Linked DNA regions of Sus scrofa: region 1 is linked to region 2. A link is a contact called in public targeted proximity ligation data. All regions are on one chromosome and are shown on one strand. The core of a region is the stretch at or near the end of the contact, and the rest is flanking DNA. Distances in the headings are between cores, read along the strand shown. Region 1 overlaps VAV3 (guanine nucleotide exchange factor VAV3). Region 2 has its middle 33 kb from the start of FAM102B.

Evidence for each region.
Region 1: a contact with region 2 is called in a targeted proximity ligation map of alveolar macrophages. A contact is called at or near these places in 1 of 47 Hi-C or Micro-C datasets (embryonic fibroblasts) and 1 of 2 datasets of targeted methods (alveolar macrophages).

The regions. Positions count from the first base shown.
Region 1 is chr4:111,984,798-111,991,578 of Sscrofa11.1, reverse strand. All of the region lies in intron 2 of VAV3 (guanine nucleotide exchange factor VAV3), which reads right to left. Among named protein-coding and RNA genes, the nearest start is that of VAV3, 160 kb to the right of the region's middle.
Region 2 is chr4:111,496,473-111,503,724 of Sscrofa11.1, reverse strand. No RefSeq gene overlaps it. Among named protein-coding and RNA genes, the nearest start is that of FAM102B, 33 kb to the right of the region's middle.

The DNA of each region.
Region 1 (6,781 bases), core at 1,444-3,943, 490 kb before region 2:
GGCAATCCTAAAAGGCCATCATGTCTCCATGTCTACATAATCTGAAAGGCCCTGTTAAGACTGTGCTGTCCAAAGTAATAACCACTAGCCACACAGAGGCTATTTAAACTTAAATTAATTAAAAATCTGAAAAAAAAAATTAAGTTCCTGCTTTCCCACTGTGGCTCCGCAGTGATCATGAGGATGCGAGTTTGACCCCTGGCTTCACTCGGTGGCTTAAGACCTGGCGTTCCCGAATGAGCTACGGTGTAGGCTGCAGATGGGGCTCAGAGCTGGCGTGGCTGTGGCTGTGGAGGAGGCCTGAAACTGCTGCTCTGATTTGACCCCTAGCCCAGGAACTTCCCTATGCTGCAGGTGCGGCCCTAAAAAGAAAACAAAACAAAACATTAAGTTTCTTAGTCGTACTTGCCACACTGCAGGTGCTCAGCAGCCCATGCGGCGAGTAGCCAGTGCACTGGACCACATGGAGAGCAGACACCGCCACCGTCATGGAAGGATCTACTGGACAGCACTGCAATGTAGTGAAGTGATTTTAAGGGTGGGCTCTCAAGTCAGACCATGTGAGTTCTGCTCCTAACTTTATCATTTATGAGCCATATAACCTCAGGCAAACCCCTTCTTTGGGTTTTAGTTTTTTCGTCTGGATACTGCCTATAATAACGTTGGATTAGTCATACTCACTAGATTATTATAAGACGTTAAAAGACAATACACGTAAAGTATTTAAATGGTAGTAGCTATTCTTTAAAACTGCCAACCTTAAAATATTTTCTGGGTATTTTCAGAAAAAGAAACTTCCTAAATTACCGTAGATAATCTGTATCTGTTTCAAAACCTCTTCATGAAAATTCCCATACCTAACGCCCACGTGCCCTGCTGGACCTTCGGCATCAGTGCCCCGTAACTCTACCCTTCCTTCCACGCGTAGACCTCACACCATCTCTTTCCAAGTCCTGGGTGAGGAAGTCAATGAGCTAAAATGTATTTTTCTCACGCAACTCGTTGCTATGATAATAGATATAAGTTGTCCTAATTAAAGAAAATGGAAAGAGGTTCTACTACAAGGCCTATTCAAAATGAGAAGAAAAAAAAGCAAAGAAAAGGAAAAAAAAGGTAAACATCTCTCTCTGGGTTAAGGTAATCTTTGAATTCCTTAGTTCAAAGACGGAACCGCCAAGGTTCCGGGGCTGTGCAGGGGCTGTGCAGGGGTCTCACTCGGTGATTACCCACACATATGCTTATTTATCACCTACTGGAGGAGGCAGCTTATCACTGGGGTGACAGACTCCGAGCTCTGAGGTAAGGACACCTGGCTGAGCGAGGCCACCCCTTACCGGCCTTATGGATGGTAACAACCACTCACCTGCCTCTCGGAGTTACTGGGAAAAGTAAATGCGATAACGCCCATCAACAAATGCTTAACTCAATAGATGTGAACTTTAAAAAAGAATCCCATCGCAGTAGAGTTGATTTACCATGTTGGGCTAATTTATGCTGCACAGCAAGGTGATTCAGCCACACATACACACACATCCGTTCCCATAGAGGTCGTCACAGAACACTCTCTAGATTTCTCTGTGCTACACAGCAGGTTCCTGTGGATCACCCATCCCATACACAAAAGTGTGCATGTGTCAGTCCCAGCCCCCCCAGTACTTCCCTCTCCCCTCCACCCTTCCCCGTTGGAAAGCATAAATTTGTTTTCAAAGTCTGTGAGTATGTTTCTGCTTTGTAAATAAGTTCATTTGTATCATTTTTTCACTTCTTTATCCATTCCTCTGTTGATGGACATAATAAATGTAAACTTTTATTAACATATAAAATACAATGATTATATACAAAAGAAATTTAATTGGAAGCCTTCATGCAACTTCTTCCTGGTTGAAGAGCGAGAAACCACCACCAAGATAACACCTGATATCAATTCATTTCCATAATAAAGACAGCACATCTTTAGTGAGTGTGTAAATTCAGGAGATGATGTATGAACAAATACTAAATTTATCAAAATAAACTGATTCAGGAGTTCCCTTTGTGGCGCAGTGGTTAACGAATCCGACTAGGAACCATGAGGTTGCGGGTTCGATCCCTGCCCTTGCTTAGTGGGTTAACGATCCAGCGTTGCCGTGAGCTGTGGTGTAGGTTGCAGACGCGGCTGGGATCCTGCGTTGCTGTGGCTCTGGCGTAGGCCGGTGGCTACAGCTCCGATTCGACCCCTAGCCTGGGAATCTCCATATGCTGCGGGAGCAGCCCAAGAAATGGCAAAAAGACAAAAAAAAACTGATTCAGGATAAAAATAATCATTTGCTAAATTTCTGAAAATATGCATTATTGAGTGAAGAGTCCAGCTACTGGAAGACTCCAGAATAATCCGTGGAGTAATATTTGGGCTCATGAATTAACCGCATTGTTGAATTTTAGTATGAGCCTTGTCCTGACTTGGCACTGTTTTAAAGTTACAGGGTGGAGTCAGCCTCTAATTTTTTTTTTTTTCACTGTGGTCCCAGCAGTGTCACTATTTATAAAAAGATAAATAGCAGCAGTATTAGCATGGCTACACATGTGCTGTTGCTCTCATTTACTTTAACACAAATACTAAAACACCAGAACTATTCACAAGCTGTGCCCTCCCCACAAGACTCTTATGTAGTTTGATTTTTTCATATAACTGTCCACCAGAGGGAGCCAGACGACAGTATATTCGCTTCTGCAATGCGTGTACCGTACAAACATTTCTGAAAATAAACAAGCTGAAACCATCGCCTCTTATTGACTCAAAGGGATTACTGATTACTACTCTATCATAGAAAAATACCATAAAAATATAAATCGTGGAAGAGACGGGAGGATAGTATGTAGTATGTCCTAAAGTGAATCTCTCAGGTCTATCGCTCAGGGTTATTTCTATCTTATGGTACATCAAGTCCATCCATTAACTCCAAGTTTAGCCAAAGCAAATAAAGGCTGTTTGGTCAATGCAGCATTTTTAGAACAGTGTGTATTGTATTAAGGTAAAGTGCATCCGGATTTGAAATAGACAAGTACACAAATTAATGCCAGATTCTTAAGTCCTCTGTGTGGAGACCAATCTACTGTTAGAAACATCCATCAGGAATATTTATAAAAGGAAACATCCCCAAGGGCAGTAAAAAAAAAAAAAAAAAAAAAAAAAAAGGAAGAAGAAGAAAAGACTATTTGCCTTGAAATGCCTTAATTTCGAAAATTTCACCTCAAATAATATGGAATACGGACATTTACTCTCAGAAAGAGGAGCAGCGAGTTAGATTATTTGCAAAGTAACAGGCTGACAATCAACTACTAAATCCCCAGCAGGGATTTTTCCTTCTCTACATCATCATCCATCCTTTGTTTGATAAGAAGAGTGGCATCTGTAAGAAAAAAATTCCAGATAACAATGCCTAAGAGTTGTCGTGGGAGGAAGGGGGGTGGCGTGGGCAGGCAGGCTGCTTTATGAGCGTGAGATCCCAGAATCTGTGAAGGATCAAGGGGCAAGTTGAAGAAAGACAGCGGGGTCAAACCTGCCTTTTTAGAAGATCTCAGCAAAGTGCAGGAGAGACTAGGGTAGGAGGAGGTGGCATACAGACAGGGGCCAGGAGAGCCACTAGGAGAGGTTTCTCCATTATCCAGGGAAGAAATGAGAGGTCTGAACCAAGCAGCAGCAGAGCTAGAGAAGAGGTGGACAGATGCGAAGTATTTCTCAGTAGCTGATGCACCGGGGAGGCTGAGGGAGGAGAAAGAGCTCAGGATGACCTGAGCTATTAACATCATGAAGGGCCAACTCCACTGCCGCCACCTGGAAAGCTCCAGAAGGCTGAGAGCAGGAAGCTCTGGTTCTCTGTTCCATGCATGTGCCTGACCATGTACATCACGAACTTGGCCAGGCTGGTCCCCATCCAGAGCCTTCTCTCACCTTCTCCCACCTCCAGTCTGGGTTCTTTGTGTCCCCACAGGACTCTGGACATAACTCTGCCCTAGCATCTATCACCTATTTTTAGAAATGTATTTGCTGTCTAAAACATTTGGAAAAGCCCCATGTTTTGTCAACTGAAACAATATAGTAACACATAAAAGTCGTCTGTCCACACCTGTCTCCCCATCTGCCTATACAGGAGCTAAGAATCTGGTTATGACTCTTGCAGAAATTTTTTTTTCCTTTTCCTTTACAATTATTATTTTAGGTAATGTGTCTCTGTTATACAGACTTTTTGTCAACATAGTTTTGTCAGTTAACAATATATCACAAATATTGTGTCAACACATACAGATCTCCTTTTTATTTTAATGTTATGTCAGTGTCTGTGGATAACATAACAATGTAACCATCCCCTGAGAGTGAGCTTTTTCTATATCTGCTGCAATACTGTTGTAATCACCATCCTTACCAAACATCTTTTCAATTGTGTGCAGGTATTTCTACAGGCAGGATTCCTACATGGGATAGCTAGGGCAAACAGTACAACCAGGAGTTCCCGTCATGGCTCAGCGACAGCGAATCTGACTAGCATCTGCGAGGACGCAGGTTCGATCCCTGGCCTTGCTCAGTGGGTTAAGGATCCAGTGTTGCTGTGGTTGTGGTGCAGGCCAGCAGCTACAGCTCCAATTTGACCCCTAGCCTGAGAACCTCCATATGCCACGGGTACAGCTCTAAAAAGACAAAGGAAAAAAAATTTAAGTTCCCACATAAACTGGAGTTCCCATCATGGCTCAGCGGGAATGAATCTTGACTAGTATCCATGAGGATGCAGGTTCCATCCCTGGCCTCGCTCAGGGGGTTAACGATCTGGCATTGTCGTGAGCTGTGGTGTAGTTGTAGACACAGCTTGGATCCTGCGTTGCTGTGGCTGTGGTGTAGGCCAGTGGCTAGAGCTCTGATTCGACCCCTAGCCTGGGAACCTCCATATGCTGCGAGTGCTTCCCCCCCCAAAAAAGAAACAGCACAACCACTGCTCTTCAAAAAATCTGCACAAATTCATATAACCCCTGAAAGGTATCTAAGAACACAATGAGGCACTCTAATGACATGTTTATCTGTCTTTACCAGCTAACAGTGGAAAATAACTTAGAGCAGGGAAATTGCTCCTTCGCTTGTCTATTCCATCACCGAGCTCACAGCCAAGCTCCTAACAACCACTTAACACAAAAATATCTGGTTGCTCAAACAAATGAATGACTACTACTTACCTTACAAAACTGTTGTAAGGATAAGGGATAATATGTGTAAAGACACAAAGAGCTTGGCCTGCTACAAGTGAGGAATGAATGAATGAATAATTAAAGAAGAAGCCCATTATGAAAATCAAATATTAAGTATGAGCAAGAGTTGCTTATCTCCTCAAATCTAGGGACAACATACATAGGGGCACCCCCTCCATCCTATCAACCATTAAAAATTTCCCAAATGATGATTATTTCATTTGAGTACTTTATTTTTTCCATCTCCATTAGTTTAGAAGCCATGAAATGACGGAGTTCCCACTGTGGCGCCACAGGTTACGAATCCAACTGCAGTGCCTGGGGTCGCTGAGAAGACTCGGGTTTGATCCCCCGCCCTGTGCAGTGGGTTAAAAGATCCAGCAACACAGCTGAGGCTCGGATTCTATCCCTGGCCCTGTAACTTCCACATGCAGCAGGTGCAGCCATTTAAAAAGAAAAAGAAAAAAAAAAGAAAAAGCAATGAAAACAGTTTGCAAAAACAGAATGGCAACCATGTACACTAATAAAGCTACCCATTTTAACCATTCTCTTCTTGAGACCTTCTGGCTAATTCTCACCCTCTGCTTATCTAGCACCTTAGTGCTGATGACACTGTAATCGGAGAAAAACAAGTCATCCGTGCAGAAGCAGTTTGTTGGAACTCCCCCCATGGTCCCCAGGGAAGGAAGCCAGGGCCATGGAGAAGAACTACAGGGAGCTGTGGGGACCAGCTCACAGGTCTGCCAAGCTGCTCTAATTAATTATGGGTTGATCTCCTTGGGCTCTCTGGTCTGAAGTTTTATCTCTTAACCCTCTCCCAGACCCAGTGGGAAGGCTATTAAGATTCCTGAACAGGGAGCTAGATTCAACAGGAGTTCCTGGGCCATCGGGTGGCTGCAGGCTTGAGCGCAAGCACCAGACAAGCTTAGCAGTTCAGGGGTGTCTGCAGCATTGCAGCCCCACGGCAGCCAGTTACCAGCTGGCAGCTGGATCTGGGGCCAGGATGGTCTGCTGTGGTCCCTGCAGGCTTGGAGCGAGTGCCCTAGGGCCACGGAGGAGAAAGTCAGGCCTCAGGACATACCTTGGAGTGTGAGCCTGGTGTGCTGGGCTGAGTCAGTCAGACAGGATGGGCCTGTGGACTAGATCAGATGTAAACAGAGGCAGGCCACTCCTCTGAGTGTATTACTCAGGTACCCAATTCTCTGACAATGAAGTCTAACTTCAAACCCATCTAGATGGGATGTTTCAGACTAACAATATATCTCACCTTAACTCTCCAAGGAAATCAACAGAGCCCATTATCTTAATTTTCTTGGCAATTCTAACCTCACACAGTAAATTACCCCATGAGGATACACTACAGCTTAGTGTCATTTCTAGCAACATGTTTAGGTCTTTCCTAAAATACCTAGCTGTTGCTTTCAATACTGTAGAATGCTGTTGAAAACCATCTCTAGCCCTTCTTCTATGGGTAAAGCAAAGCACTACAACCAGGTAAGATGAACAAAAGATTTCTGTATCAAAAAGATGATGAACTATGGGAAATAAACTTTCCATTGTTCAAAAG
Region 2 (7,252 bases), core at 4,000-6,499:
AGAAAAGACAAAAAAGAAAAAGAATCTACACAGGCAGTTTGTCACTTAGCCCTAATGCCACAGAAGTCACAGGTAAGCCACATGCCTCCCTCAGACACCAGCCCCCAAGACGCTCTCTTAGGGAGAGAATTAGTGAACACTTGTTATCCAAAAGGAAGTAAATGCTATTTAAAGGAGCTCATTCAGTTACCAGACGGTCTAAGCTTTAAAACACATTAAATGTTTGGTTAACTTCTTTTCCCTTTCTCTAACAGGTGAGGCTCAGGAGAAAGACCGGTTTAGGCAAATAAAGTACATTTTCTTTCTGGACATACCTGAGTTTATTATGAGCTGAGATTTAGGAGGCTTTGTCCCATTATTATTATTCTGGACTCATGCTTTGAAATCTTCTCTATGCGAACTGTTTCTTGATGGTCTCTACCCACATTGGGCCACAAGACTCAAGGTGAGAGCCAGCACCTCAGGATGACCTTAGAGGACGGAAAGAGCCCACATTCTCGGTGAGCCACTTCTGGAACCAGCTTCCACTCTTTGGACAGGAGACAAACTAAGCCTCTGTTATTGAAGCCACTTTTTGTTGGGCGTTTAAGCCATTTTTCGTTTGTTCTGTCACAGCTGCACGTATCATAACTTATAGAAAAATCATAACTCATGGAATAATTACAAACCAACGTGAGTGTAATTCTCTTTATTACACTCATCTCGGTTTGTAATTATTCTATGAAAACAGAGGCCCATACACACACACACACACACACACACACACACACACACACACACACTTATCAGGGAATGAGGGAAGGCATGCTGAAGTTTAGGTGATATTTAATCTAAGACCTGAAAGATAAGCAGAAGCTGGCCAATGACAATTGAGGAAAACAGCATTCCCTGAACTTTTAACATTTCTGAGAAGAAAAAGAACTTGAAAAGTTCAAAGAACTAAAGGAAGGCTACTGTTACTGGAGAATAAGGAACAATAGAAAGAGTGGCATAAAATGAGATTAAATTCCCTTTGTGGCTCAGCAGAAAATGAACCCAACTAGTATCCATGAGGACGCAGGTTTGATCCCTGTCCTTGCTCAATGGGTTTAGGATCCAGCATAGCTATGAGCTGTGATATAGGTCACAGATGTGACTCAGATCTCAAGTTGCTGTGGCTTGGTGTAGGCCAGTGGCTGCAGCTCCAATCTGAGCCCTAGCTTGGGAACTTCCATATGCCCCAGGTGCAGCCCTAAATATAAAAAAAAAAAAAAAAAAAAAAAAAAATTAAATTAAATTAAATTTAAAAAACCCACAAGTTTTAGTTCCTGCTGTTGGGTAGTGGGTCAGGATTCTGACTGCAGCAGCTGTGGTCACTTGCAGAGGCACGGATTCAGTCCTGGCCAGGCACAGTAGGTTAAAGGATCCAGTGTTGCCACACCAGCAATGTAGGTCAAAGCTGTGGCTCACATCCAATCCCTCGCCTGGGAACTTGCATATGTCTCAGGTGTGGCCATTAAAACAAAATTTAAAAACACCAGTGTTAAAAATCCTAGTTGTTATCCCAAGAACAATCTCGAGCTCTATAATCAGGATAAATTAGGTTACGCTGGGATAACAAGCAACTCCAGAATCTCAGGGACCCACGGGGCAAATACATTTGTAAATAGACCTATCATAAGTCAGCTGTGGTCTCTGCTCCTGGGATGTCCCTTTCCTTACTCTGGGACCCAGGCAGCCACTATCTGGAATGTCATTGGTAGCCATGGCAAAGAAAAGAGAAAAAGGGAGAAGCCTGCTGTGGCTCTTAAGCTTCTTCTGCTCAGAGGTGACATATTCAATTTTAGTGTTCATTTCATTGGCCAAAGCAAGTGACATGCTCTCCTGGCTTTACATCCTCCTGCTGGGGAGGATGCTGAACATTAATGAACAATACTACCGTCTAACCAGAAACTATTTAAGCATCTGGAAGCAGAATAAATATGATTTAATTCACAATGTACACTATCCTTCTAGCTGCCACGTGGAGAATAAGAAAAAAGGGAAGCGTCAGCGGAGTGAGATCAGTCATGAGAGTCTTGGGGCTGTCAGCTTAAACTAGGGTGGTAACAGCGGAGGAGAGAAGCAGACAGATCATGATATATTTTAAAGCTAGAACTGCAAGAACATTGTGAATGAGCGGATGAAGGAGAGAATGATCCTGCTATAGACTGAATGTTTGTGTGCCCCCACATTTGGTATGTTAAAATTCTAACCCCCAAAGTAATGGTGTTAGGACGGGGGTTTTTAGGGGATGAGGTCATGAAGAGGATCCGTGTCCTTGTAAAAAAGATTCCAAAGAGCATCTTCAGTCCTTCCTCCTTGTGAAGACACAGCAAGAAGATAGCATCTATGACCCAGAAAGTGGGCCCTCACCAGACACGGAATCTACCAGGGCCTTGATCTTGAACTTCCCAGCCTCCAGACTGTGAGAAATAAATTGCTATGGTTTATAAGACACTATTATTATGGTATTGTTATAGCAGCGCTCCTGGCCTGAGATGGTATCAAAAATCACTTTTAGGTTTCCGGCATGAAACACCATGTCAGTGGAACTGCTAGTCCCAGAAGTGGAGGAGACTGACTGCGGATAAGATGACTGGGAGTCAAGCAAGTGGCAAAACTGCATGCCCAGTTCAGAAAAGAGGTCCAGGCTAGAACTATAAGTTTGCTAGTCATTGGCATACAGATAGATTTTAAAGCTATAGGAGAGAGGTCCATCACTTAGAAAGCGTGGAGTACGGAGTTCCCGTTGTGGCTCAGTGGTTAACGAATCCGATTAGGAACCATGAAGTTTCGGGTTCAACCTCTGGCCTCGCTCAGAGGGATAAGGATCCAGTGTTGTGTGAGCTGAGGTGTAGGTTGCAGATGCAGCTCTGATCCTGTGTTGCTGTGGCTGTGGCGTAGGCCGGTGGCTACAGCTCAGATTAGACCCTAGCCACGGAAAAGACGAAAGACAAAAAAGAAAAAACGAAAGCATGAAGTAAGAAGTCCCTAGGCCAAGCTCTGGAAAACTCTAAAATGTAGGTGTCAGGGGTAGGCAACAGAGCTAGCCTGGCATAGTGGTAAAGAGTCAGGCTCAGATTCGAGCTGCCTGCATTTGAATCTTCTGGAGCAAATTACATCATTTCTCTGAGCCTCCGTTTCCTCATCAGTACCAGTTCTGTCTCAACAGTCTAATGTAGAGATTAAGGAGTTCCCATTGTGGCTCAGCAGGTTAAGGACCTGACTAGTTGCTGTGAGAGTGCCGGTTCGATCCCTGGCCTCACTCAGGGTTAAGGATCCAGCCTTATCACAAGCTGTGGCGTAGGTCCCATTCCGAAGGAGGTTGTCTTTTCATTGTTGGTTTTGTTTTTTTGTTTGTTTGTTTGTTTGTTTGTTTGTTTTATGGTTTCCTTTGCTGTGCAAAGGCTTGTTAGTTTGATTAGGTCCCATTGGTTTATTTTTGCTTTTATTTCTATTGCCTTAGGAGACTGACCTAAGAAAACATTTCTCAGAGAATATTTTGCCTATGTTCTCTCCCAGGAGTTTGAGGGTGTCTTGTCTTAGACTTAAGTCTTTAAGCCATTTTGAGTTTATTTTTGTGCATAGTGTGAGGCTGTATTCTAGTTTCATTGATTTGTACACAGCTGTCCAGTTTTCCCGGCACCACTTGCTGAAGAGACTGACTTTTTCCCATTTTATATTCTTGCCTTTGTTGGTCAAAGATTAATTGACCATAGGTGTCTGGGGAATTATAGTCATTATTTCTCTGAGGGAGACTGAACAAGAGCCTTCAGAAAAGTAGGAGAAAACAGGAAAGTTTTAAACCATAAGAAGAGGCTGTTTTTAGAAAAAGAGAGCTGCCAAAAGTGTCAAATGCTACTGAAAAATTGAGTAAAATTAAAAGCTAGAACTGAAAAGTGTCTTTTGGATTTGGCAAGAAAGGCATCAGCATTTTTAGTGAATTGGTGGAGCAGAAACCAAATTAGGGAGAGTTAAAGACGAAATGCATCCCTACGTCATACTGTGCACAGAAATAAATTCCCACTGAAGTAGATATAAAAGTAAAATGTGAAACCTTAAAATGTTATGAAGAAAATTTGGAAGAATATCTTTGCGATCTCAGTGTAGAAAAGGAGTTCCAAAACAAGACAGAAAAAGCATAAACCAGAACTTACAAAACAGAAACAGACTTAAAGATTTCAAAACCAAACTTATGTTAACCAAAGGGGAAACGTGGGGTAGGGGAGAAATTAGGGGGTTGGGGTTGATATATACACACCATTATCATACTATATATGCAATAGATGGGTAACAGGGACCTACTGTCTAGCGCTGGGAAATTTACTCAGTAGTGTATAATGAGCTGTATGGGAAAAGTTTCGGGCTCTTCGCCTGAAATTAACCCAACTTTGTAAGTCAACAATTTGCCAATAAAATTTTAAAGATGAAAAAAGAAAAAAAGAAAATCACAAACCTTAAAGCACAATTTTGGTAAAACTGAAAACATCTGTGCACCAAAATACATCATTTAAAAGGTGAAAAAGATGAGTCACAGAAAGAAAATACAAGCTTACGAATAACAAAAAGTAGTATTCAGAATATGTAAGGAATCCTGTAAATCAATAAGAAAAAGAGAAAAACCTAATAAGTGGGCAAATACTATGAACAGGGATGTTATGGGGACCTACAACCTATTAATGTTTTCACCCTAACAGTGCCCTCATCTCCTTATGTCATTTCTCTTTTTACTTCCACTTAGATTCCATAATACATCATCCTAATCAATACCTTTCATATCCCTTTACATTTTGGTCCCGCTTTCTTTTCCTTATTCATTTGGCAAAACCATAACCTTAGGTAAATTCAAATCTCCTTGTTCTTTGCAGCTTCAGCCCTTGTCTATGGCTGCCTACAGCTGTGGATGCCCTTCCTTCAGTGCAGCCAAAAAACAGGTGCAAGTCCTAATGATAGTTTGTAGTGGTGGGAAGATGAAGGGGGCCCAGGCCTTTGGAATAATGGCTTCTATTTCTTCAATAAATGAATGAAGAAATGGTGAAAGTGAGGATGCAAAGGAGAGAGCATCAGAAAAAGAGGATGTGAGAGCTGGAAATTTGAAGAGATGCAAGAAGGGATAGCATAATTATTGTAGAGAGTGGGAAGGCTATGTCACAAGAGAAACTGGGTAAGATTTGGGGGAACTTTGAGTTGCAATCTGTGGTCATGAATGTATGGAATATCCTTTGTGAAACGTACTGTGCCTATCATGTAAGCCAGAACTGGGCACACTCATCTCATGACAGTTGTAGGGGACTCAGTCCATTACATCACAGCACTTTTGGTCAAAACTACTAACATGCCAACCTCTATTCCTCCACATGGCGTGGAGTTTATTCTAGTCCACTCGCCCAAAGGCTCTGCACCTATTTATTCCACTCAGCCTACACAGCTTATGCATGCTTACACATGGTGGAGCAGTGAGACAGAAGGAGCCAGGATCTTGGGGCCTTTATGTCAGCCCTAGACTGTCTATATTTCTGTGAAACAGAAATAAACTCGGGCCTTTAGCCGCCATCATTTCAGGCCTTCTACCACCACAGCTGATCTTAAATCGAACCAATAAAAATCCTCCATTAAAAACACACGGCTAATCAAAATAACAGTTAACCAGAAAAATGCCCAGGTTAAATCACAGTCGAAATGACAGTGAATATAGTTTTAAAACTGTTAAAATATATTGAAGTGAAAATAACTTTAGCATTTTAAATGAAATCAATGTATTGGGAAAAAGTTTTACTAATTTTATGTAAATCCATGTATAATGATATTTATGAAACAACTTGATAAAATAATGATAAATGAAGATTTCTACAGCTGCGCACATTGCTTCAACTTATCATTTATCTAACATTTACGGAGTGCACATACCCTGTTAAGCAGTATGCTAGCCACCAGGAATATGAAGATAAATGAAAGAATCTTTGACTTCCCTTGAGGAGCTCACAGACCGATGATAGACATAAACAGATGTGGTACTTGATATACTTATTTTTTATTTGTGGGCTTTTTTAAATTCATGAACGTATTTTGTAAACTCAGCAATAAAATTTTTTTTGTCTTTAAAGAAGAGATCCCCTTTGTCGGGGGAAAAGGCTAAATGTAATTTGGCTCACTGATCAGTAGAGGGCGACAGAACATCAGACGGACCGCTTAACAATGCCTTCGTGGACCATGTTGTAGACAGATTTCCACATTTTATTCAATTAATTCGTTACCCCAGACTCACTAACAGCTTAGCAATGAACATACAAAGCATTTAAATTCATTCTGAATAAAACGCATTTATTATTTGGAAAAAACACAGTGAAATAAATAATTTTCACTCATTCATGTTTTATTTATCTTTCTTTTCCACAGTTTATTCTTCTATGTCCTACAATATCGTGAAAGATTCTCACCTGAAGAAATGCACTGCATCAGCTTTTTTTTCTCATAAGTGTTGCAAATACAGTTTATCTGTCTTAGTATCTTTCCAAGAATGGTCAAGTGAATGAAACCCGATGTAATGCAATGGGGGCACTGAGCCAGCGGTGGCTGCTGACACCAGGTAAGTGATAAAATCTTTATATGACCTGTGAGAAGTATAATTTTAAAGTATGAAATTTGATTCTCCTCATTCAAGTCAGTTTCCTTAGCTATAATTCATATATATAATATTAATGAGGTCAAAAATTTTCAAAACACAACTATAGTAATGCATATATTAAACCCATGCATTTTCTACCAAAGCAAAAAAAAAAAAAAATAGCTTTTCTTCATCAGAATGTGTTTTGTTTAAAATTATTGTGAAAGTACCTCTCTTGTTTAGCTTATTATAGAATTTTTTTCTCCCTTTTGAAGGAGATCAGTTGGCATTTATGGAGCATCCATTAGCTGCTCAATTTATGTGCTGTAATAAATTAACAAACTACTGCAAACTGGGTGTCTCACTGCCTCACAATTCAGGAGGCCAGAAGTCTGAATCGAAGTGTAAACAAGTTTGGTTTCTTCCGGAGGCTCTGAAGGAATCGCTTTTCCTGGCCTTTCTCCTAGTTTCTGGAGGTCACCAGCCATCCTTGGCTTGTTGCTCCAATGTCCGCCTCCATCTTCAGCTGACCTTCTCCATGTGTCTCTCTGTATCTTCACACAGCCTTCTTATAATGATGCCAGTCATTGGATTTAGGGCCCACCCTAATCAAAGATGACCTCATCT